5 separate regions of the Mus musculus genome follow, and regions 1, 2, 4 and 5 are each linked to region 3. The links are chromatin contacts, called in public Hi-C and Micro-C maps. All regions are on one chromosome and are shown on one strand. Each heading gives the region's core, a stretch centred on a gene start, on an enhancer-like site or on the middle of the called end of the contact. The rest is flanking DNA. Distances are from core to core; before and after follow the strand shown. Region 1 has its middle 90 kb from the start of Mir6344. Region 2 has its middle 24 kb from the start of Mir6344. Region 3 has its middle 390 kb from the start of Mir6344. Region 4 has its middle 70 kb from the start of Irs1. Region 5 has its middle 53 kb from the start of Mir6344.

Region 1 (2,700 bases), core at 28-2,527, 300 kb before region 3:
AAGGGAATCCCTCTGGCCTTCCACACAGGTCCAAGCCTGGTTTGGAACATTCAAAACTCTGTCCAACCTACAGACCCCCAGGAGTCATTCTGCAAAGTGGTTAAACTCGCTTCCCTTTGTTTCTGTAATTGCCAGCTTCTAATTTATTTCCTTTGAGAAAGGGCTTATCTCACCATCAACTCATTAGCGACTTAATACGGGTTAAGCTGATTATAGGCAATGTGAACAGGGATGTTCCCACTACAGGGCAATCAGGATCATAATGCCTTAGGAGAATATCTCTCTTGCCTCTATGATTTTAGCAGATTCTTTTGGATTTGGTACTACAGGTAGAGTGCTTCCTCTTATCCTGCTTCTGGGATGCAATAATCACTTTGGATTTTATAGAAGAAAACACAGAGGCCAGGCAATATGAAGACAAATGTTCAAAGAGATAGGAATAACATTGTTTCTACATTCCTATTTGGTTTTCTGCTTCTTACATGATTGAAATATTTTAAGATTCAGTCTGAAAGAAAATGTGAGGGATATTACTGACGGGTGCAGAGATTAGCTGGGAAAGGGAGACTAAATCAGAAATAAGAAAGATTCACAACGACTACCCAGGGAGGAAGGAAGGAATTTGAAACCTATCCCAACCCAATCCCTTCCTTTTAGGCTGTCTCCAAGAGGCTAAAACATCTGGTGAGGCATGTCAAAGATCCAATCAATCATTCCAGTGTTTGGTCTCTAGGATGCCAGACATCTGGAATAACTATGTTTCTCCTTTCTTTAATTAAATCAACTGGATATTTTGGTTTTCCACAAAATCAGCTTCTGCCTGTATCATACACATCAGGGTCCTTTTGCAACCTTTAGAGTTCTGTTTAGATATGTGTTTATCTAGGTTGTAATCTCTCTGACTGTAACTGCAGATTTAAAATGGTTTGCATATCATACAACAATTTCTATGGAAGTATTAACAAAGAAATCAAAGAAGCACACTTGAATTCCATTTCTCCCCCCAAGGTATACTGAGTACACTTCTTGGTGACTAGAAGTGGAAGGGGTTACAGAACAATGTTAAATAATGACAGAGCTAGCTCAGTAGAGATGAAAGCAGACTCTTTGATAGAAAGACAGCTGGCACCAACAATAATTTTAACTGTGTGTAACAGGAACACACAATTTATATAATTTATGCATTCCTAGGTTTTTCAGTCCATAGGAATTTGGGCTGGTTTTAGGCTATTTTCAAATATCCTTTGCATTCCTATCTGGAAGGGCTGCTGGGCAGCTTAATGACTGAAGGGAGTTAAAAAGAGACAAAGTGAAACCACGAGCACAGACTGGTTTAATGGAATATCATATTTACCAGGAGAGAAATCAAGCCTTAGAATAGACAAAACAATGTTTATCACTCTAAATATGACAGAGAACAACTGAAGAATGTCGGGCTGACATCTCATGTCTCATACCTTCCGCTTTAATGATGCCCACATGGGACATTCTTGGCAGACAAGAATTGCTTTTTTAGGGAGATTCTGTTTTCTTTGGTTTTAAGGAAATGGAAGAAGAAACTACTATATGCAGCTGGAGGTTATTTTCTAAGACAGATGAATTATGATTTTAGAATCTTTGTTATAACCACTTGAGGCAAATGAGCCAAATATTTTACATTCATACTGTGAAAACTTGGCTACATATGTCCAAACATGAGGGCTAAACATGGTTTTACCAAAGGGAGCTTCCATTTCTACAAAAGGCCTATGTATATTCAGCCAGTCCAGTCACTAAAATCGTCAAATTCTGCTTTGATAATAGCTCATTGGATGGAGAGACTTTGTTTTCCTGATGGTTGGCTTTGCAGTGTTTTCTGCTTAAACCGTTTTCTATCACATGACAGAAGCTGATCGTACACACATGGACACAAGTTTACACTTATTGCCTCCACAAGCTTGTGAGGTAGACACTGTTATCGACTTCAATGATCAGAGACAGGAATAGGAAGACGAAGCAACTTAGGGAGATGAAGCAACTTTATGAAGGTTAGATAATTTAATTTAAACTGAGTATTTCTTTTTAAAATGTGTGCTTGTACATAAATGTATACTTTTAACTACATTAAGGGAATACTTTCAACAGAAAAGGTTACTTTAAATATTAAGATAATGGATTACTTTTTCAGGATATGGAGCAAAGTATACATAGATGCATATCTATAAATACTTTCACATTTTAGGCCACAGACCAATACATAACACATTATTGTGTAACTTCCTTATCCCTTTGTAGGATTAATTGACAACTTCTCAAATGTTAGACTGAATCTTACTTGAGTCATCAGCCGACTATTCCTGTAAAGGGCTAGTGGATAAAGGTTTATGACTTGTGGGCTGTATGCTTATCAAAATTATGGGATGCTGAGAAATCATAAACAAATCTGTGTGCATGTGTTTGTGCATGCATGTGTGTGTATGTGTGTGTGTGTGTGTGTGTGTGTGTGTGTTTGTGTGTCTGCATGCATGTGCATGTACACAACACTGCCTGTTTTAGTGAGCTTGTCAGTGAAACACTTAGGCTACTGTGAACAGTGTTACCAGCATCTCTTTCATTTCTGTAGCATGTGGACTTGGGATTGATGGATGGGACAGCAGCTCTACTTTTGTCTTCTGTACTGTTTCTCAGAATGGCTGAACCAACTCAGGCTAACCAATAGTG
Region 2 (2,700 bases), core at 125-2,624, 410 kb before region 3:
GCTGTGGGTTGCAACCCGTTTGGGGACTGACAATCCTTCACAGGGGTTACATATCAGATATTTACATTGTGATTCATAACAGTAGCAAAAATACAATTATGAAGAAGCAATGGAAAATTTTATGGTTGGGGGCCACCAGGACATGAAGAAGTGTATTAAGGGGCTGCAGCATTAGGAAGGTAGAGAGCTATTATTCTAGAGAGAGGAAAAAACTTCATAAAGAGCCTCCATCCAGGAGCATTGGCCATTTCTGCTGTAGATTTCTGACTTTTGTTAATTAAAAAAGGCATCCTTAGCAAATGTTCATGTGTTTACTCTTGTGTCAGTGGGTTTGGTTACCATGGCAGCATAGAGTGTGCCAGCAGCGGTTTCTGTAGACTGCACAAGGAGCCCCAGCTTGTGCCTAAAATTTGACTTTCACCAATATGTAAATTTTATTTCTGAAGCTCTTGCATACAGGTTGATGGGAGAATATGCTAGTGCACTAGCTCTGAGCCTGGACTCTGGGAGGCCTTGCCCAATGTAGGGCTTTCTCTTGGAATCTTTTCCAAGTTACCTATGAACAGGACCAACTTATCTTGTAAAATGAGAAATTCTATAAAGCAGAGATAAGCCATCATTGCTGAGGCTGATCTAGACCAGAACATCCCAACTGGATTAGAAGGCCAAGCGCAGATATATTAACAAACTCAGATAAATCCAGAAGGGTAACCCAGGTAACCCTGAATAGTACCCGAACACATAACCCACAGCCAACCTACAAAAGAGTTTGTAAGATCAATAGCTACTGTCTCAGCCACTAGTTCTGGAGTGGATTTCCTTTGCCAGGAGATCTAACTGAAATACTTACCTATTATTTTTATTCCTCAATTGGCACTCTCTAGGCAAACTCCTAGAGCATTTCTGTACCTCAGAGTTTTGGAGTAAATAGTTAACAGGATACTTCTGCAAAATTCCATCTTACTCTTCCCTGTGATTTCCCTAATACAGCATTACTCTTAAACTCTCTGAAGCGGCATGTGTATTCTGAACAGAATTTGGTAGTGTCTTGACAATTTAGGATAGAAGCCATATGACATAAGCCACTTACTTGGAATATCTTTTAAGAAGCTTTTCCTTGGATCCCCAAAGAGTTTAAGAAAGGCTAAGCCATGGCTTCTCTTGAATTTTTATTCAAGGAGGTGCAGGTTCTAACTGGCCAAGTGGCCTGAGCAGATGGCAGATAGACTCATTTCCTATCACATCCTCACTCTACTGTTGAACTTCTTTGACCCCAGTGATGTCAGAGAGTTGAAGACTTCCAGAGCTGTTCAGAGGAAGTGAAGGAACAATTTCAAAAGACATCCATAGGTTTTCATGACTGTGAATCATATCTTAAGACTCTGTGGCTACCTTTGAAGCTCTAAACCACATGATGTATGTCATTCACCCAGCATCTGTGCAATTCCTGTGGCTTTGGTTGCTCAAAGTCCCAAGTGAGCTGAAAATGAACTGTGACCAACAAGAAGATCATTGGTAAAATCTTTGAGTATATTAGTCTGAATTATCTGGCCACACTACTAACCAAAAGTTTGCTGAAGTTTGCATTCTCTTGACTATGATGAACTTTTTCTTCCATGGAACTTGTGAGATCACAGTTGAGTCTTTCTTAGAGTTGTAGATTTTAAAGTGGCATGTTTCTTAAGAGTATATTTATGATTCTTTACAATGGGCTAGTTAAATATGAGTTTTTCTACTGACCAAGAAGTACAAGAGATGGCTCAGTGACTAATAGTGTTTATGTGCAAGCTTGAAGACCTGAGTTCAAGTGCCTAGCACTCATGTAAAATCAGGGCATGGCTGCATGTGCCTATAACTTCAACACTGGGGTTATAGGTAGAGATGGAAGAGTCACGGAGCTCATTAGCCAGCCAACCTAGACAAAACAACACATTTTAGGTTGAGTAAGAGACTTTGTCTCAAGGGAATAGGGTAGAGAGTGATGTAGCAAGGCACCCAAATGTCTTCCTGTGGCCTTTGTGCACACTCACAAGTACGTGTACTTACAAATGCACACACATGCACACACACACACACTCACATACACTCACACATAAAAATAAGAACAAATAACTACCTAATAACTAATAAGAGAGTATTAAATTTTCTAAACACCCCTCCCTCTGTGAGTAGGCGGGTGTTGGTCAAAAGACAGCTTTCAAGGGTGTCTTCTCTTTGTCCACCTTAGCCTGGGTTTCATGGGATTTGAGGATCAAACTAACTCAGATACTCAGTTTTTTGGTTTTTGTTTTTATTTTTTTAATCCATTGAGCCATGTTGATGGCTCAAGAATGGATCTTTGAGTGGATTTGGTCTAACAACTTTTTTTTTTCCTTAATAGTGAAGAAAAAGGGTACCTCAGAATTTTCTCTTAAAAGAAATTTGTCTCAGGAAAGCAAAGTGTTAATGTCTATGAAGACATAGAGTTATTGTACATTTTTCCTGTCTTTTCTCACATAGCAATGAACAAAGAGAACTGACGGTAAACTCATGTTGGGGAGAGGATTCTCCTCCTACACCAAGCGATCATCAGTGTTCAGCCAGAGACTCTCATAGGGCATCACCATCCAGTTGTGTTTTTGTGGGGCCAGAAAGCCCTGTGACTAGGGGAGCCAGTCCAAAGCGAGAGTGAGGTCAAGTCATGTCCAGCCGGGTGTCGAG
Region 3 (2,700 bases), core at 76-2,575:
CTTTTCTTTTTCTCTTTGGGCTAACAGTAAAACGCTGCATGTACCACAGAAAATGATACCTTGGTATTTAAAAAATAATCCGCTGAGGGGTTTCCATGAATAAATGATTTTCCCCCTTCTGTCCGAATTCCCTGCCAAAATATTTGAGACTGGACACCTAGGGTGTTTGCTTCCTCCTTAGGCTCAGGACTCCTCATTTCACATACTGTTGACCCAATAAATTCCATCTGGGATAGTTCAGAACCCACATCCGGCCAAAGTCGGGGAGGAAAAAGCTTGGTGCTGGAGCTCTCTCACAACCATACTTCCTGCTTCGCTGACCCTTCCACTCGCCCCTGCAGGGACTGTCTGAAGCTTCACTGGGGGGGGGCTTATTGAGCCACCCTTCACTGCATCTCAGCTCCATTTCAATCGGTTAGGCTCACTGGGAGTTTTAATCTGCTGGTACCTTTCCCATATTATTGCCCTTTATCCATGCCTTGGTTGGGACTGGGTTGGCTTTGTCTCTGGTTACAATGCTCAAGAGAGAAAAAACCCTGCTGTGTTCTTGGCCTGCAGATACCACGTGTTGCATGAAGCGTGTAAGCCTGATCTCACTCTCAGCCATCCTAAAGACACTCAGGACCTGTGGCTTACGACTTGTAGAAGCTATTTTCTCTATAAATTCTAGCCTATCTATGATTTCTATTTCTCCCGATGGCTTCGGTAGTTTCTCTGTGACTGTGTATTCCTTAAGCACCTCCCTCCGCTAGGAGTTTATAAACTTTGCCCACTTGGGAATAGCATGTCCTCTGTTTGTACTTGTTCGAATTATTTGAACTTAGGTATGCTCTGTGGGGGTAAAGCCACTGCTTGATACAACGTGGAATGAACTGCACACAAGTTTTATGGACTTTACCTCTGTTCCTACTGGGCACAAGATTCTGCTGATATTTTGCAAGTCAGCGAAGACTTCTCCAGCACTGGGTTGGAGTTACATGGGTAACTTTGCTCTAAATTCCCCCCTTTAATGGAAAAAAAATGGATGGAAAGCAAATGGGGGCATAAATCTTCCAAGTTGCTTTTCTGTGACCAGCCAGAAAGTCCCCAAATGGAGACACTGCTTGCTGTTGGCACAAGAACTCCCTTCATTCTGGTGTCAACAGGAAGTTACCAGCCAGGGCAGTGTTAGAAGGTAAAAGGGGAGCAGCCTGCTGTTAATCCAGTTGGGTCTTTCGTTTGGGGGGTTCATTACTTCAAACAGCAAAGCTATGGGTTGCTCTGTGATAGAGTGCTTTTGTCTCTACAAACCTTTTCCTTTTGTACTGCTCGTTATTGTTCTTGGCAGCCAGCCAAGCCTCACATCTTCTGGTCACAGAATTCCTTTCTGCCTACTCCAGTGTAGACTAAGGCCTCTGGGTAATACGAGACGCCTCAATTTCTCAGCAGACAGCACATTAAAGCGAGGTCTGTTGGCCAGATGCAGGGACAGGTGTTACTCTCCTTCAATTTACACCTGCCCTCATTTATTTGTCCTGAGAATGCTACTAACAGACTCGCTCCCAGTGAAGGAAGTGCGGTGACTTTTGTAGGCGGTGGGCTTTGGGGGAAAATGCTTCAGCTGCGCAGTAGTTTGTCTCCACATATACTTTCAGAGGTAGTACACTTCAAGGAAATGTTTTGTTGGGCCTGCATTAAGGAGCAAGAAAAGGCAATAGTATAGCGAGCTTATTAATACAACACATAGTGCTTTTCCCAGCTGAGAGTACCCTGACCCTCAGCAGAAGGCTGGCTTTTTCTTCTTTCTGAGAAACTGGAGAAGCCAAGTCAGTGCCATGAGAACTGGCTTTCTTTCATCCATATAAGCAGAGCCATCAAAGTATGAACTGGCTTAGTCCTCTCAAGTTTAATGTTGGTAGTTCTAATCCAGATTCATTTTTACAGCTCCATCATAGAGATGAAAGGGTGTCAAATATCACAGCATTTATTAATACTTCTACTATTCTTTCAAATGAGAGTTTGGAGAGTCTTATGGTTTTAATTACAGAATCAGATTATTGGTTGATAGAGTGCCCAAGATATGGATTCTATTATAAAAATCATCATTGTCTTAAGTTGATTGCCAACTTGGTTACATGAGGTTTGTTCCTCTTCTTGATCTGAAATTTAGCAACAAAATCCTCTTTTGAGTTGCCTCAGCAAATTTTCCCAAGCTACATAGTCAACTCCTTGGACCTACTTACCCAAGCTTGCTTCCCTCTTCTAGCCATCTCTCTCACACCCATCCTTTTCTCACCCATCAAACTCTACAAGTGTCCTGTCAGGTATCTTCTCTTGCAGGAGCATTCTTTCTGGAGTGTCTTGTTCAAGGGCTTGGGCTTTCCTACCGCTCTCTTCTTTGCATTTCATGGATAAGTTCATTATTCTACAAACTCTGAAAGTCTAGGAAGGGTTTTCTGCTCTACTCACTGATATGCAGTGCCTCACCAATACTTCACATTCTCAGGAAATGACAGTATCGTTTTCCCAGTCTGGGAGATATGCTCTCATCTTTGGCTTACACACAATCATCACATAAAAGGTTAGTCTCATCACTTCATAATGGGGCCCCTTTTGCAGGATAGTTGGCTGTGGGATTTGGAATGGATAAGAATATCTTTCAGAGTTGGGTGTGGTCATTCACGTTTATTCACTCTGGTGGCTAAGGCAGAATAATACTCA
Region 4 (2,700 bases), core at 92-2,591, 480 kb before region 3:
GCTCACCCCGTGTACGTCTAGCCTTGGAACTTAATTCTAAACATGGTGATAAAGATCAGGCATAGGCTCTTCTTATTCCATGACAAAGAGTGAAGTTAAAGTCCATATAGGGTGGACAATTCCCTGCTTGAGGTCCTCTTCCTCCTTCCTCCTGACTCTATCTACTGGTCAAATAAAGTTGTGTGCTAGACACAAGTTTAGAATTTAGCCATAGATGGAATCTCACCGTGGCTGTGTTGATTCCCAGAATGCTTCAGTGAGATTTCCTAATCTGCTGCCCCTCCCAATCCCTGCCTCTGAAGAATGTGAGTAGTTACAGCGCCAGTTCTGCCTCTCACTGGTTTTTGTTTTTTGTTTTAACCATGTGGTCATTTTTTTTTAATTTTTATTTTTTAGATATTTTATTTACATTTCAAATGTTATCCCCTTTCCTAACTTCCCCTTTGAAAATCCCCTATTCCCTCCCCCCTCCCCCTGCTCCCCAACCCACCTACACCTTATTCTAACTGTTGCATTACTTCCTCAAGCACAGCGGTAATAGGAACTCTCACTGCATCCATGGACACATACATGGACCCTATGTCTAGCATGTTCACACTTCTGGATCACCCAGACGCTGTTGTTTTGTTCAGAGAGGCAAGGATTTGCTTGAAGATGTTGGTCTAGGAGCGGATGTCCTCGGAATCATTTAGGCTGCTGTGGCTCTTAAGGTTTGAGTTCCATTCTTTTTCCAATTAGAATTTAAAATGTAAAAGCAATATGTTTAAGAATGGGCAGTTTCTCTTCTTCATTTATGATCATCTAACTTCCATCAACAATCCTGGTTTTTTGTTTGTTTTGTTTTCTTTTTCCTTTCTTTTGTTTTTAAAGAGCAGAGGGTGTCCAGTGGGAACCTTGCCAAACCAGACTCCATTATCCTGCTTAGATCCATGGAATGCTGTGCAGACCCACAAGAAATTGGAGGCCCTGGAGAAAGGCTGTGCTGAGCAGTTCTTAGCCTGTGCCTTGAGGGTTACCTGCTCCTATTTGCCTCCTAATTCTTCTTGGTTGAGTTAACCTTTGCAGCATTAGTTTTATTTCTCATACAGTCACTTCACGGTGCCCCTGCTCATTCTTGTTTTTTAACTTCACAAAGATGTGTGGTGACTCTCTCACTTATTTGATCAAGGGCACGATCAAGGGCGCCAGGGATGTGGTGTACTTCACTTTAACCCTTTGCACTTCCCCGAGGTGCTTTGTTTGTTCAGTATGAACTTCTAATTTTTTCCAGGCTTGTGTGTTTTGCCCAGTCTTCAGCCTCTCTGGAGCTTGGCGTGCCTCCTTGTTTAGGGGAAAGCTTATTGCTTCACAGTAAGACCATCTGACAGTTGTTATCTGCGACCTGAGACAGAACTGCCAGTGAAGAGTGCCAGAGAGAGCGATGAGCAAGACCTCCTGGTTTCCCAGGCCCCACCACCATCTGGGACCACCCCAGGGAAGAGACCGGTGTGGCAGCGACAAGTGTTCGAAGGAGGAGGGAATAATCCCTCCCTCCCCACCCACCCGTGGCCAATCTCATTGTGGACTGGAATCCCTGCAAACCATGAAATCCATCTGCTTGGATGTCTCCTCTGTTAGTCCCCTTCCTTTCAGATCTCTTTTCCTTCTCTTTTCCCCCTCTTCCTTCTGCCTCTGCTTTTCACAGAATCCCGAGTGCCAGCTGCTGGGTGACATCTCCCTGGGAGGCAGACGCAATGGCAGACAGAATTCTGAGCACACCCAGCGAGCCATGCTTTCCCACAGATTCCCCAGGTCCAGTGGGAATGAAACCCATTGCAGGTCCTCAGGCCAGCGGGGCCCTGCAGGGTTGGAGCACCTCCCTTGCAGGTGTTTCCTCCTTGGCCTGTTCTCAGCCCAAGTGTTCCTGCCTGCAGCAGCCTCTCCTTATCCTTGTACATCTTGTTCTTAGTTTCTCTCCAGCATCATCTTCATCTGCAGCTCTCTGTCTCCAATTGTTTGTCTTTTCCCTTTCCCTCTGTACATCTGAAGCTCTCTGTGCTATTTCCATGTGGTGCCTACTGCCTGACACATAACTTGCAATCAAGACATCTCTGTTGAAGAAGGGAATAAATAATTAGAGAGTATAAGAAATAACTAGAATAACACCACCAGTCACAATCCGAATAAAACTGACTGCTTTTCTTTTGCACTCTACCAAGCACTGTTTTGTGTATATTATTTCAAATTCTCAAACCGGTTCTGAGAGAGAGGACAATTTTTTGTTTTGCTAAAACAAAACATTGGAGGCTCCTAGGAGTTGGTGTTTTCCCAAGGCCACCCACCAAGTGAAAGATGGACCTGCCTTCTGTCCTTGGATGTGTCTGTCTCTACAATCAACAGGCTTTCCCCCTATTCTGTCTGTGCAATCACACAAGCAACATACCACGGGGCAAAAAGAGATAAGATCCTTGTGAGGCAAAGATGAAACACCAGGGTAGTTCAAAGGAGAAAGAAATGACCTCTGGGGTGACAAGATGGTTGCTTTTCTGGGTTTTAGTGGAAGGACATTGGGGCAGCTAAAGAGGGAACAGGAAATCTCAGGACACTTGGCTTAGGGAGGTGGCTCAGTAGGTATGAGACCCTATAGGTTTGAGTTCCCAGAACCCACATAAATCCACGTGTTGAAATACCAAGACTCCCACAGCTAAATGGGAGGCAAAG
Region 5 (2,700 bases), core at 148-2,647, 440 kb before region 3:
AATCCAACCCTATCAGGACTCCTAGATAGACCAGTCACATACATCCTCTTTTGTTTAAAACCCTTGGGTCAAGAAACCTAATGGAACCAAGATGCTGTGTTAATTTCTTTTTTCTTGTAGTGCTGGAGATCAAACCCAGGACCTCCAGGAAAATGTTTACCATTGATTTCATACATTGCATTTATTAGTGTTCTTTTGTGTAACCAGGCTTTGAGTAGAGGTGAATAATCAGAGTAAAAAAAAAGAGGAAAATAAAAGCATTTCTCAGATTAAAAAGTAGAAAGAGTAAGTGTCAGAGAAAGGTACTAAGAATACCAGAAATATACTTTTCTTACTTCAAAGCATGCTCGATCAGGGATAAGAACCTGTTCTCTGAAAACTACTTTGAAGCTTTCCAACAGACACTATACTGATGCAGAGATTTCTGTGTCTCTAGGATAACTAACATCCAGCCCAGTCTTAAGTCTACAAGCTGATAACAAGAGGTATTGTTCACATTTATAAGCCACTTTCTCCCTTCTTGATGGTAGCCACTACCTGACTCCATCAGAGCTATAGAATAATTCTCTGCAGTCACAGGTTGTCTTTGTTGTGTGAAGCAAACGTGGTCTGGGAAGATGAAATGGATAGCCAAGAGCCACGGAGTTTGCGATATCAAATGCACAAATGCACGGTTAACTGAGGAGCCCTGACTCTCAGGTCACTCCATCCACGGGGGGGGGGGGGTATTTCTCACAGTCTCCACCTTTTCCTGCCTTGGGGGTACTTCCTCTGAATCCAACAATCACATTTCCTCATTGGCATCACTTTGGGAAGGCAGCCTCAGGCCCTTCCTTATCAGCCTGTGGGTTTTAGATTTCTCTTACCATGAAAAGGGCTTTATTTCTTGGCTTCTGATTTGCTTCCTTGTCCACTCTCATTTCTCCCTTACATACTAGGCTTCCTGTTGGTTTTGAGTTATGGGCACCCATCCTTTACACCTGGAGTCAGTTCCTGCATTTGCTTCGAAGGGAACTCAAGGGAATGAATTCATTACAGTGGTGAATTTAATGAACCATCACGTCTTGAGTCACTCTCAAGAAATGAGATAACACACTAACATGGGCATCCTTAATCCCCAATGCCATGAGTTGAGAGTGAATAAGGTCTTTGTTTTTATTTTTTAAATGATATATTTTTATGTGTGGGCTTGCTTAGAGATATTTGTGTGTATATGCATGTGCCTGTATGTGCGTGTGCTGTGTTGAGGTGGTACAAGCATGTGAGTACAGGTGCCCGTGGAAGCCAGGCTTTGGATCTATTGGAGTTGGTGTTACACGGTTGTGAGTCACCCAACATTGGTGCTAGGTTCCAAACTCGGATCCTCTGTTAAGCGCAGTACACATTCTAAACTCCGAGCAGTCTCTCCAGTGCCACCCCAGCTTGGTTTTTGTAACTGGCTGGCAGTCTGTTTGCTTAGAGTATTGATGAATATGTGGGACTCTAGCAAAGAAACGTGGGAGTCAACCTGTTTGACTTTTCCTTTTTTTAAAAAATTTGAAGATGATACTTGGAATCTAGAAATATGAAAACAAATAAGAAACCCATATAATGGGAATATGTACCTGTGCAATTTCCCTAACAGAACTGTGAGAGTTGTTGAAAAATAAATAATAGTTAGATTTAGCATAAACTTAAATTGTTACTATGTAGAAGGTATTAGAAAGAGCAGATTTAAAATGAGCTAACAGAGAGTAGCAGGGTTGCTAAGCGAGGAATGACATTTGCAAAGGTTCAGCATTCAGTTGTCATGCTGGCTGTCATGTGGTAGAGCATGTTTAAGGGGGCAGACACTTTGATACCCACATCCTAAGTGCTACTTAGCAGTATCCACCCAGGGCAATGTTGGTGCCTGGAACAGAGCCATACATTGTGCAATCATTCTGAATTTGCATCCACGCAGGAAAGAGTTTTGATGTTTCTGATTACCTTTCCCTTCTTTTGGACTTTGTAACTTCTACCTCACTACCCTCGTGTGCATTTACGTACCCGTAGCTCAACTGGGTAGCTTCCCCAACCCCTCTGTCCAGTCCAAAATGAAACTTGGCTGAGGAGTAGATAATATTAGCAAATCACTATTAGGGCAAAAGGACAAGAGCAAGCTGAGCTGCTGCCTCATGCTATTTACAGCTTCTCTTCCTCAAGGCTTCGGGTCTCGGTGTGTGTGGCAACCCTTCAACAAACAGAGGTCAGAGGTCATCCTCCCAGTTCCCACTCCAAAGAAAATCATAGGCGCAAAGCCACATATATACTATGCTTAGTGGCCAGAATATAAGTGCATTTATAACACTTACCTTGCTCTAATGGTTTCAGGAACCCAGGCAGGAAGGTAATATTATTGTATTTGATAGGTAAGGGGGTAAAAGATACATGAACTTTAATGAGCTCAAACCTGCACAGTTTGTGAGTGACAGTGTCACAGTTGAAGTAGAGTTTTGTCACTCTGTAAAGCATATGTTTTTGTTACTCTACCCAACACTTTAAAAATGTATTTATTTACTTTATGTGAACCTGGGCAGGAGAAGGCCTGGGTTTTCAGTAAGGGCAAAAAGCACTCTTAACCCCTGAGCGTTCTCTCCAGCTTTAACACAGCACCCTTGAAAAAGTGAGATTTTGAGATGGTAGGGATGAGATTGGCTTCCTAAGATTCTCTCTAAATTG

Evidence for each region. A called contact is a pair of places that touch in the nucleus more often than the background predicts.
Region 1: a contact with region 3 is called in a Hi-C map of embryonic fibroblasts, with 8 times the contacts expected there. The contact joins two enhancer-like sites. A contact is called at or near these places in 1 of 15 datasets of contacts at CTCF or cohesin (the NIH/3T3 cell line), 5 of 484 Hi-C or Micro-C datasets (the 3T3-L1 cell line, the C2C12 cell line, adipose-derived mesenchymal stem cells and 1 more) and 1 of 115 datasets of contacts at active chromatin or transcription factors (pancreatic cancer cells).
Region 2: a contact with region 3 is called in a Micro-C map of brown adipocytes, with 5 times the contacts expected there. The contact joins two enhancer-like sites. A contact is called at or near these places in 6 of 484 Hi-C or Micro-C datasets (the F1.1 cell line, adipose-derived mesenchymal stem cells, brown adipocytes and 3 more) and 2 of 115 datasets of contacts at active chromatin or transcription factors (a colorectal cancer cell line and pancreatic cancer cells).
Region 4: a Hi-C map of muscle stem cells shows a contact between it and region 3, with 2.0 times the contacts expected there. The contact joins two enhancer-like sites. A contact is called at or near these places in 1 of 39 promoter capture datasets (liver), 2 of 484 Hi-C or Micro-C datasets (liver and muscle stem cells), 1 of 115 datasets of contacts at active chromatin or transcription factors (cardiomyocytes) and 1 of 9 other capture datasets (pancreatic islet).
Region 5: a Micro-C map of brown adipocytes shows a contact between it and region 3, with 6 times the contacts expected there. The contact joins two enhancer-like sites. A contact is called at or near these places in 1 of 15 datasets of contacts at CTCF or cohesin (the NIH/3T3 cell line), 3 of 484 Hi-C or Micro-C datasets (brown adipocytes, liver and myocytes) and 1 of 115 datasets of contacts at active chromatin or transcription factors (embryonic fibroblasts).

Annotation. Positions count from the first base shown.
Region 1 is chr1:82,040,223-82,042,922 of GRCm38.p6, reverse strand. No RefSeq gene overlaps it. Among named protein-coding and RNA genes, the nearest start is that of Mir6344, 90 kb to the left of the region's middle. Within about 2 kb of position 1,277, at least 26 of the 459 cell types and tissues checked have an H3K27ac peak or open chromatin away from gene starts, as enhancers often do. A contact at or near this core is called in the C2C12 cell line, the NIH/3T3 cell line and embryonic fibroblasts, where this site is marked.
Region 2 is chr1:82,154,870-82,157,569 of GRCm38.p6, reverse strand. No RefSeq gene overlaps it. Among named protein-coding and RNA genes, the nearest start is that of Mir6344, 24 kb to the right of the region's middle. Within about 2 kb of position 1,374, at least 35 of the 459 cell types and tissues checked have an H3K27ac peak or open chromatin away from gene starts, as enhancers often do. A contact at or near this core is called in brown adipocytes and a colorectal cancer cell line, where this site is marked.
Region 3 is chr1:81,743,401-81,746,100 of GRCm38.p6, reverse strand. No RefSeq gene overlaps it. Among named protein-coding and RNA genes, the nearest start is that of Mir6344, 390 kb to the left of the region's middle. Within about 2 kb of position 1,325, at least 100 of the 459 cell types and tissues checked have an H3K27ac peak or open chromatin away from gene starts, as enhancers often do. A contact at or near this core is called in the C2C12 cell line, the NIH/3T3 cell line, brown adipocytes and 3 more, where this site is marked.
Region 4 is chr1:82,219,907-82,222,606 of GRCm38.p6, reverse strand. No RefSeq gene overlaps it. Among named protein-coding and RNA genes, the nearest start is that of Irs1, 70 kb to the left of the region's middle. Within about 2 kb of position 1,341, at least 8 of the 459 cell types and tissues checked have an H3K27ac peak or open chromatin away from gene starts, as enhancers often do. A contact at or near this core is called in muscle stem cells, where this site is marked.
Region 5 is chr1:82,183,493-82,186,192 of GRCm38.p6, reverse strand. No RefSeq gene overlaps it. Among named protein-coding and RNA genes, the nearest start is that of Mir6344, 53 kb to the right of the region's middle. Within about 2 kb of position 1,397, at least 15 of the 459 cell types and tissues checked have an H3K27ac peak or open chromatin away from gene starts, as enhancers often do. A contact at or near this core is called in brown adipocytes, where this site is marked.